Linked DNA regions of Mus musculus: region 1 is linked to region 2. The links are chromatin contacts, called in public promoter capture Hi-C maps. All regions are on one chromosome and are shown on one strand. The core of a region is the stretch at or near the end of the contact, and the rest is flanking DNA. Distances in the headings are between cores, read along the strand shown.

Region 1 (5,476 bases), core at 518-3,017, 810 kb before region 2:
TTGGTGACCAGGCCTGGGTCTGGCCAATTCCTTGTGGGAATTTCTGTCTTGAGTCAAAGATCGTATTTTTCAGAAGACTTTCCCCCCACTTCTTCTGCAATGGTGGGCAATGTGGGTGGCAGAAAGAGAAAAAAAATCATTTGATTGTCTTTTGGAATAGCAGGATCCTCCTTCATTGACGGATTTGTGGGCATACTCAGGATCAGATGGTGGAAAAATGTAAGGGATATACTCATAGGGAGATATCGCCTGATAATTAAGTACTTTAGTGATAGTTTTATTTCTTGGGGGTTGGGTAGGCAGTGTCCCATGTAGGCCAGGTTTGCGGAAGGTGAGCCTGAACAACTTCCGGTTTCCATTTCTTGAATGCTAGGGTTACAGACACATCGTCATGCTGCATTTATGGGGTGCTGGGGATGGAACCCAGTGATTCGTGCTTGCTCCTGCTTTGAGCATTCTACTTTCTGAGCCATGTCCTTGGTAACAATTTTGAATTACTTAAGTGATGTATACATACTTCTCTTGTGAGGCAAAACGATGGATGGCCTAAAAACTTTATGTGGAAAAGGTTTAAATACTTGCTTGATGTGTATCTCGGCTATTTTTAAAGTTGAGCCTGCAGCTAGGGAGATAGCTCAGTCATTAAAGTGCTTGCCCCGCACACACGAGAAACCACCTGAAAAAAAGCCAGAAATGGTGTCACCGTTTGTAAAGCCAGCGTTGAGGAAACAGAAGATTCGTGGGGCTCTCTGGCCAGCTAGTGAGAGAGAGACCTTGCCTCAAAATACATGGTAGCTGGAGGCTTATGAGCAACACTTGAGGTTGTTCTCTGTACTTCACATGTAAACACGCACACAAAGGAGTATATTGCGTTCACATAATGTGCCCAGTGCTTTATCGAATTCTTTCAGGAGAGTGTGGGTAACAGGCCTCTTACTACTAGAAGGAACCAGATTACAGAGCACAGTTCATGGGGCAGGAAGCAGGCGTTGTTTTTCACTTTTGGAAAATATGTACCAGGACTGCATGACATTTCAGGTAGGGGTTGAAAAGGTGTCGCTTTCACTTCCCCTTCCTCGATTTTACTATTCTGACTTTTTCCCTTAAGACGGTGGCAGGCAGGTGGACGCACGTGAGCGCCAAGGGCACATCTGTGTGCGCGCATTAGCGCTCAAGGGCACGCTCCCCCTCCTGTCCTCCATTGGACGCCTGTTCACACCTGACTGCCGGTCCTCCGAGTGTATGGGAGGGCGTGTGTGGACCCGGGGTGGAGATCCCCTCTCCCATGATGCCCCGCGACGAGTCCACATTGCTCTCTACCACCCGCAGACAGAGCTGCTGCTCAGGAGGCCCAGGGAGGTCCGCTCGGGTCCCTGCTCTCCAGTAGTTCTCGCCTTCTCCTCAAAGCCCCACCCCTTTTAGCTACGCGAACGCGGACCTCGCCTTGAAGTCTAGGCTCTCAGAACTCCAGTGCCTCTCGAGCAGGTCCCGCCTTTTGACTTTCGCCCCTCCCCTCTCCAGGTTCAGCAGCCACAGACCACGCCCCAACTAGTCCCGCCCTTCTTCTCCAGGCTTGGGGCGCGCCGGCACCGCCCCTCCTAGGTGACCCTACCCCTGTCATAAGCCCCGCCTCTAGTCCATATTCTGTGACCAATAGCCCCGCCTTTCACCCCGAGCCCCGCCCCTCTCCAGGCTCCTAGGGCGCCGGCACCGCCCCTCGCTCCCAGCATGCCGTGCGGCAGCGGCGGCGCGGCGGGCGGAGCCGGGAGGCGGGGAAGCCGTGGCCGTGTGAGCGTGAGGAGCCGCCGCCACCGCCTCCTCGCTGTCCTCGTCCTCCTGGGCCCCAGCGTCGCGGGCCGCGCGCTGCCCTGGAAGAGACGTCGCCTCGCCTGCCTCCGCCTCCCCCTCGCCGCGCCGCTCCCGCCTCCTGCTCCTGCGTTGCGGGCTCCAGCGGAACCCGGAACGGCCGTCCGCCTCCCCCGCCCTCCGCCGCCCCCTCCGCGGCTTCCTCCTCAGCCCCGGGCCAGATCGCAGTGTCGGCGGCGGCCGGTTCAGGCGGCGACTCGCGCTTCTTCGGGCGGCGGCGCTTGGCCATGTCGTGTCGGGGAAGGTAATGAGCCGCAGAGCCCCGGGGTCTCGGCTGAGCAGCGGCGGCGGCGGCACCAAGTACCCGCGGAGCTGGAATGACTGGCAACCCAGGTGGGTGACCGCGTCGAGCCTCGCCTGGAGCTGGCCGAGGCCTAGGCCCGCGGGACTGGGAGGCGCGGCCTAGGCCCGCGGTCCCTGGAGCCGGGCGCGGCTTCCTGGGTGTCCTCCGGGCCTGGTCCGGCAGGAAAGCTGCGGGCAGCGGAGGCCTCTGTGCCCGGCTGGCCGCCTCAGCCGGATGGCTGGAGCAGTGGCTCTGAGCTTGGGTGGAGGAGGACGTTCCACTGCCGTCTAACTCCAAGTTGAGATTTGAGGTCCAGGAACCCTCCCTGTTACCTATTAACTTCCTCGGCTCCGCGTCCAGTCCTCATGCCAAAGACCACCTTAACTCTGCGTCCTTCTGGACTCCCACGTGTTAATTAATGTATTTTAAAAGCTGAGAACTCTACCGAGGTCTTCCTCTGACTTTAGACAGGATGTTAGTCGACCAAAAGATGAGATTATGGGACTGTGAATGAAATCGACACAATCAGGCACTGGGGCATTTTAAGTTTTCCCCAACTGCAGAAATAGTTTTTCTGGAAACAGTAATTTCCCAGGGCGCTTTGGAGTGAATTTGTATTCTCAGGAGTAGAGAAATTTCGTTTTGCATGAAGGAATTGGAGTCTGGTTGGATTTAAAATATTAAGAGAAAAATACGAAAGAAAAACTATTTCTAGTCAGTTCTTTCTGATTATGGACTGGTTATACTTAATGTAGGTTCCCATTCTTTGCTGAGTAAAGGCTTCAAGTATTCAGAGACTACTTGAGCTTTAACAGTGCCTAGGACTTCCTAAATGTATAAAACCTGTCTTTCAGTAGAAGTTGATGTATTCTTTGAAGTACACTCCGTTGTTCAGAATGGCCACGTGAATGGAAAGCGTACACTTTTTGGTGTTGGTCTTGCTTTCTAGTAGATCCTCCTAATTTCAGAACAGCTTGGAAGTGGAGTATTTTAGAAGTTAGTGTGTTACATTTTAAGAGTTGGTAGAGAAATTAAAATGCTCTTTGGCTAATAGGGGTACACTTATTTTGTTTAACGTGCATTCCTAAACATTGTGTCTCTTGAGAACTGATGTTTGTGACTAAATGATTGTAAAAACGAATGCCTAAGTCTAGATTTGAGATTTGAAGCAGTTATAAGGAGTGTTTGCAAAATCATCGCTTTGACTTGCCCTGCATGAAGGTTTGTGCAGTGCGTTAAATAAAACAAGTTGACATTCTTTTCATTGACATGCTTTGATTTCACTGTTATTGAAATGTGTGAGGTTTGATTTTAAGCAGCTGACACATTAGGTGATAAATGAACTTGAATTTGACTTTTGATAGAGCTCTTATTTAAAAATGGATTCTACAGCTGGCTATGGTGGTGCACACTTTTAATCCCAGCACTTGGGAGGCAGAGGCAGGTGGCTTCCTGAGAGTTTGAGTCCAGCCTGGTCTGAGTTCCAAGACAGCCAAGATAAACCCTTGTCTCCTGTCTCGGAAAACAATGGATTCTACTATATTTTAGCATATTATGACCTGTATACACACACACACACACACACACACACACACACGCACACACAAAAACACACACAGAGCAGAATGGCTTATATAGTTAAGGAATATGTGCATAGGTTGTTAGTTAATGTCACCTATGTTTCAAATATTTTTGTTTCTTGGCATAGTGAGGGTGTATGGGGAAAGGATGAAAACTTTCTATGAGCTCTGATTGAATTCTTGGATAGAGAGTACGACTATGATGAGGTGCACACGTGGGTTTATGGAGTACAAGGCAGGAGTACTTGCTTTCTAGAGGAAACAGGAATATACACATACCTCATAGCAAACTTGGTTTATTTGTAACATGGTCAGGATTGATATGCTAAATAGCCAGTGGAAAAAAACTCAAGTTTGTAGGTCATAATTTTCATAGTAAAAGTTGAAGTCATTCTCTCTCAGAAAGATGAATAGCTAATGATAGAATGGAGACACCCCCCCCCCCAAACACACCTTGGCCAAGTGCTTTTTCCAAATATTTTCTCTATGTACTTACATAGAGACTATAGTTTATTCAAATATTAAAAAAAATCTTTTATTTATCTGTGTGGTCATGTCTGCCACAATGAGCCATGAGTGGGTGAGTGAATAGAGATCAGAGGACCACACATAGTCTGTTTTCTTTTTCTGCCATGTGGATTCTGTCAATTTAACTCAGGTCATCAGGCTTGGCAGCAAGTGCTGAGGAGCCATCTTGCTGACCCTTGAATCTTTTTTTTTTTTTTTTTTTTTTTTAAGATTTGTTTATTTATTATATGTAGGTACACTATCTTCAGACACTCCAGAAGAGGGCGTCAGATCTCGTTACGGATGGTTATGAGCCACCATGTGGTTGCTGGGATTTGAACTCTGGACCTCTGGAAGAGCAGTCGGGTGCTCTTACCCACTGAGCCATCTCACCAGCCCTGACCCTTGAATCTTAAAAAAAAAAAAAAAAATTACTAGTTTTATGTGTATTTACATGTGCCCATAGTTTATGTATGTACACCATGGGTGTGGTAGGAGCCAGGAGAAGTTTGGTGATGAGGGAGTTAGGTCTCTGGACTGAAGTTACTGGCAGTTGTGAGTCATCATGTGGGTGCTGGTAACCAAACTCTAGTCATCTGTAAGATCAGCAGCTGCTGAGTTCTCTTTCTAGGCCATCTTCTTCTTTTTTTTGGGGGGGGGGGGTCTTGTTTAGCTGAGGATGACCTTGATTGAGCTCCTGATCTTATTTCCACTTCCCAGGTGCTAGCAGTTTAAGTGTGTTACTGCCAGGCCTATTTTTTTATTCAAATAATTTTTATTAAAAACAATTATTCGTCCTTTCTGTACCATTTCCCCCCCCCTCTGATTTTTATGGAGGGGCAGGTGAGGAGGAATCAGACAACTGAGAACTTAATTCTTGGGGTGGGAATGCATGAAGCAGCCCTGGGTTTGATCCCCAGCCACATAGCCAGGGTGTGGTAGTTAGTACATACCAGTAATTCCAGAAGTGATGTTTTTCATTAGATCAGAAATTCAAGGTTATCTTCAGCTACGTAGTGAGTTCCAGGCCAGCCTGAGCTACACAAGACTCGTGTCTCAAAACAGAAAAAAGAACAGCAGTTCTTGTCAGCGTCTTTAAATATTAGTTTGGCAGTTTGTCCTGTCGTAGTAGAAGTAATCCCTCTTACATATCCACAGGTAGTGTCTTTGGTCTTTAGTAGCTGAATAGTGGGCTACTGTGATAAGAGCAAGCTTACCAAGACCACTAGAAACAGTCTTT
Region 2 (4,990 bases), core at 1,963-4,462:
TTCAACATGCACCCGTAGAAGACTTGTCATATGCCACAAGCCTATGTCACAGGCATGTTGCAAAGTTTATGCAAGATCAGACATGACCAAGCCTAGACCTTGGACCTACAGCACCATGTCGTTCCAGAAACACGAGCTGCTGTTTGTTACTGGTGCTGTAAACAGGTCTGAAAGCAGCATAGAGGCCCCAGCGCTGCTAAGTTCTTGATAGAGTGCCATCAAAATAAAGAGCTACTTAATACAATTTGCTTCCTAATTAATTACGTTATCGCTAAATTGAATTATATTGTTTTTCTTGCCGAGGAGTTCTGGTGTGATCACCTTGGGCTGCTTGAAATGCCCAGCCATGGAAACCCTGCTTAGACGGCGTCCCTGTGGTTGCACTTGATAAACAGAAGGCTGATGGAGGGTTTTGAAGAAATGCCCTGACCATGATAACGAGGCCTCACAATGCCAAATGGGCAAAACCCACCATGTATCTGCAAGTATGTATGTGTGTATATGTACATGTGTGTCTGTGTCTATATGTTTGTATATATGTGTATATATCTGTATGTAAGTGTGTATGTACATATGTGTATGTGTCTGTATGTATGTTTGAGTATGTGTATATTTCTGTGTGTTTGCATTTGCATGTGTGTATAGAGGTGTGTGTGTTCATATGTGTTTGCGTGTGCTGTTTTATGTCAACTTGACACATGTTTGAGTCATTTAGGAAGAGGGTCTCTCAAATGAGAAAATGTTCCCATCAGATTGGCCTATGAGCAAGCTTGTTGCAGTTTTTCTTGATTAACGACTGCCATGAGGACCCACCCAGCTCACTGCACTCCTTGGCACATGGTCTTGAGGTCTATATAAGGAAGCAAGTTGAGCAAGCCAAGGGGAGAAAGCCAGTAAGCACTGATGCTCCATGCCATCTGCTTCAATTCCAACCTCTAGGCTCCTACACTGAGTTCCTGCCCTGACTTCCATTCATGAAGGACCATGATCAGGGTGGGTAAGCTGAAATAAACCCCTTTTATCCCCAAGTTGCTTTGTGCCATGGTGTTTAATCATAGCAATAGAAATGCAAACTAAAAACAAAAAATGTTCGTATATACATCTATTTGTATCTGGTTTGTTTGTCTGTATATATGTATATTTGTGTGTGTGTATGTTCATGTAAGTACATAGGAAAAATATGTGTGTGTATGTGTGTGTGTATATATATATGTATATATATATATATATATATATATATATATATATATATATGTATATATATATATATATATATATGCATGTGCCTGTGGAAGCCAGAAGTCAACCTCAACTGTTAACTATGGTCCTCATGTGTCCTGGTTGTTTTGTTTGCTTGCTTGTTTGTTTGTTTGTTTATTGTCAAGTTGACACATTCTAAATTCATCTGAGGAGAGAAAAACACAATTGCGAACACGACTCCATTAGAGTGACCTGTGGACATGCCTGTGGAACATTTGATTAATAGAACATTGATATGGAAGGTTTGGCCCACTGTGGACAGTGCCCTGTCTGGCCACTGGTTGTACAAGAAAGGAAACCAAGCAAGCCATGGGCAACAAGCCCGTAAACAGCAAGTGTTCCTTCCTGGCCTGGGCTTCAGTTTCTGCCTTCAAGTTCCTGTCCTGTTTAAGTTCCTGCCCTGATGTCACTCAGTGTTGGAGTGTGCCCTTTCCTCGCCACATTACTTTGGTCATAGTGTTTATCACACCAATAAAAACCCTAGCTAAGACGATGGCATGCATGGTAAACACTTTATCAACTGAGCCATCCTGGAAGCCCTGAAAATTGGCTTGTGACCAGCAGATGAAAATGCCTCTTGGTTGGCACTAGTTCTGAGGGCTGGTGCTGTCCTGGAACTCTTTAACAGCTTATAGCTGTTCCAATCTCTAACAGCTTATAGCCAGAAGGGACAACTGAGGTGCATGCATTGGGCTCATCACAGGAGGGCGATCAGATGCCTACCTGGATTTGTGTAGTAGCTGGAAGCTGAGGATAGAAGTTAAATGGAAGCTCCGGGACCTTGAAGGCCCCTAATGGAGAGCTTCATCCTGAAGACTGATAGACACAGCTAATTCAGCCTGTGACCCAGGCAACCCACAGCTGACAGGCAGAAGGAGCATCAATGAGAAGGACATTTTCCTCTCAGCACTGTACTCTTACAATGTCCACTCAGACTTCCTGAATGGGCCTCGCAATGGGGATCGTGAGCTCCCTGCTGTGGCAGGCTGCATTCTTAATTGGCAGGTGGCAAGAGCAAACTAGCTTCTGTCACCTTGACTTTCAGGGCACAGGTGAAAAGGAATCCAAAACTGAGTTGTTCCCCACAGCTGCTGGATTTGAGGGCCTGTATCATACTGGGAGAGTTCACCTTCTTAAGGCCACCCCAAAGCCTAAGTCCAAGGCGACCCTTCACATGACAGATCACGTGTATAGCACTGGTGGGGTGTAGAGGGAACAGGGTACAACACTGAGGCCCCTGTGAAGTGGACTAGGTGAATAAGTGCGGGACACATACACGTGCTCTACAAATACACACACATCACACACATTCATGTGCTCCACAAATATACATGCATGCTCTACACACTAACTCCTCACACACATACCGAGGATTCCAGAACCCATGGCTTGCCTCTGCCTGGACTCAAGCACATTCCCCACTCTATAGGCAGAAACCAGAGTAAAACCTATGTAAACAGATTAGGCACCATGGAGACTAACTGCCAATCTAACATCCAGGGCTCCGGGAGGATAAAAAAACAAAACAAAACAAAACTAAACTAGAAAAAAAAAAACAAAAAAACAAAAAAAAAGCAAAAAACAACAACAAAAAAAAACTCTTTGAGATTAGCAATTTTAGGGGAGAGGTGAAGAAGGCATTGTAAGAGCTGAAAACATCGAAGTTCATTTGGGACTTTGATGGGAAGTCAGTGGTCTCATTGCCAGCTGCCATGTTGGAAGGATAGCTCAGTGGAATAGCATCCTGCCAGTCCAGTGTGACTTTCTTTCTTAGACAAGGCCCACTAGACAGAGACTGGGTGTATCTACAGCAACAATGTTTAATCATTTTCTTCATGTTTCCCTTTGCCTCCATCTTCTGCCTTCACACAGAACTTGGTGCTTCCCCAGGGGCCCTGCCTGGTGTGTTGACTTCCCGTTTCTAAGGTAACAGAGAATAACACTCCTCTCTGAACTGTCACTCAAGGCTCAGTACAAACGGAGACCCAGGCTCAAGGGCAGACCCACGGGTAGCTCTTGTTATGAACACCCTGCTTTCTCTGCACCCCACCCCCCACTCCTGAGATTCATTCAGTGCCCACAGGAAGCCTCAACACACGTCCTACGAAATGAATCATTATATTTCTAGTCTGTTTTTTGAAGGGAGAGCATCTCTGCCTCATCATGACAGAACAGAAGCTTAGTGAGTCTGCAGACAGGAATACACAGTCAAGAAGACATCTGCTCTGGTGCGGGGAGGCCCCATTGTGGTATGGTGCCGGCTCTGTGTCGTAACTGTGCCATGGTGAGGGGAAGTGTGTATGCCAATAAAACTTTATTAACAAAAACAGACATAGGGCCAGATTCACCCATCTCTGCAGGTCCATGTGATACAATGGACTTTCAGTTCTGGAGTGAACATACTGAGGAGCTAATAAAACAGACAAAGTTTAAGTGGAGGTGACGCTCAGTGCCCCCTGCCTTATTTTTTCTGTCTGTGGTAGTGTGAGCCTAGGCCCCTGTGCAGCTAGGCAAGAGCAGTACCACCAAGCTATAGCCCAAGACCTCTTTTTACTTTACATTTTTAAGACAGAATCTCACTAAGCTACCCAGGCTGGCTTCAAACTTTCTCTGTAGCTCAGAACTTGGGACTTGTGATCTTATCTCAGTGGCCCGAGACCTTCAGGTATGTGTCACCAGGCCCTGGCCATTGCATGTTCCATTTTAAATAGCATTCATTGATTCAGTGCAAATGCTGTACAAAAAAAAGTTATGGTAAAAATGAACAAAAAGTTATGCAAGGGAGAATTTAATTCAGTGACCCTTTCCTTTGTACTGGAAGTTGAAGCAGGGGACTAGCAAGAAGGCTCAGTTGGTAAGGATGCTTGCTAGGCCTAAAGCTCCAAGCTCCGTCCCAGGATCCACACACTGAAAGGAAAAAACTGATTGTTACAATCTGTCCTCTGACTTCTACACGCAGGCTCTAGCACTTGCATCCAGTGCCCACACAAACAAACAAACAAATATACACATGTATTTATTTTATGTCTATAAGCCTTCTGCTTGCATATATGTCTGTGTACCACATGCATAGTTGTAAGTTACCATGTAGGTGCTGGGAATTGAACCTAGATCCTCTGAAAGAGGAACCAGTGAGCTTAAGTACTCCAGCTCCTAAAATAAGTATAATTTTGAAAATTGAGGGAAAGGACCCTGCTCCCTTCGATATAAGTGTGAAAAGCCTTTGGTCAATTTGTGGGAAGACCACTCCAGGGAAATCTAGAGCCACAGAAGGACCTCACTGAGCAGTTCCCCACCCAGGTCTCGGCAAGACTCTCTGGCTAAATAGTTGCACTTGTGATCTATCTACATTAGCACAAACCAGAGTATTAGTACTAGTATTAGTATTATTCCATTCAACAAGAGGCTCAGCCATGCACCAAGTTTATTCAAAGCAACAAACTACCATTTCATGGCTTGCTTTTTTGTTTTTGTAGAATCAAACTTTGAATTTTATAAAGAAATAATAAGGTGAATTTAGGTGTACATATAAGACACATGATTCCAAATTATAGTTTTATCCAAAATTTAGTAATGCTAGAGTCATATGGTTACAATTTTTAGCTTTGTATTTTCAAATAACTACAGACTCTATACACTTAATTTTTTTTAATTAGCTTTGGAGGTATAGATAATGTAATTTCCTTCTTCCCTTCCTTCTCTACTTCTCTACTTCCTGAGCTACACCCAG

What was found. Promoter capture Hi-C pulls out the DNA fragments that hold promoters and counts their contacts.
Region 1: a promoter capture Hi-C map of hematopoietic stem and progenitor cells shows a contact between it and region 2, with 2.8 times the contacts expected there. The contact joins the promoter of Smg1 here to the enhancer-like site in region 2. A contact is called at or near these places in 2 of 39 promoter capture datasets (hematopoietic stem and progenitor cells and pre-B cells), 1 of 484 Hi-C or Micro-C datasets (CD4 T cells), 2 of 115 datasets of contacts at active chromatin or transcription factors (Th17 cells and embryonic stem cells) and 1 of 9 other capture datasets (liver).

Annotation. Positions count from the first base shown.
Region 1 is chr7:118,239,928-118,245,403 of GRCm38.p6, reverse strand. Smg1 (SMG1 homolog, phosphatidylinositol 3-kinase-related kinase (C. elegans)) reads left to right here and starts at 1,767. Exons shown (of 63, transcript NM_001031814.1): 1 at 1,767-2,199. The coding sequence starts at 2,114. 4930583K01Rik (RIKEN cDNA 4930583K01 gene) reads right to left here and starts at 1,497. Exons shown (of 2, transcript NR_027879.1): 1 at 1,439-1,497; 2 at 1-676.
Region 2 is chr7:117,427,318-117,432,307 of GRCm38.p6, reverse strand. The region is part of intron 1 of Xylt1 (xylosyltransferase 1); the gene reads right to left. Among named protein-coding and RNA genes, the nearest start is that of Xylt1, 49 kb to the right of the region's middle. Within about 2 kb of position 3,212, at least 152 of the 459 cell types and tissues checked have an H3K27ac peak or open chromatin away from gene starts, as enhancers often do. A contact at or near this core is called in Th17 cells and hematopoietic stem and progenitor cells, where this site is marked.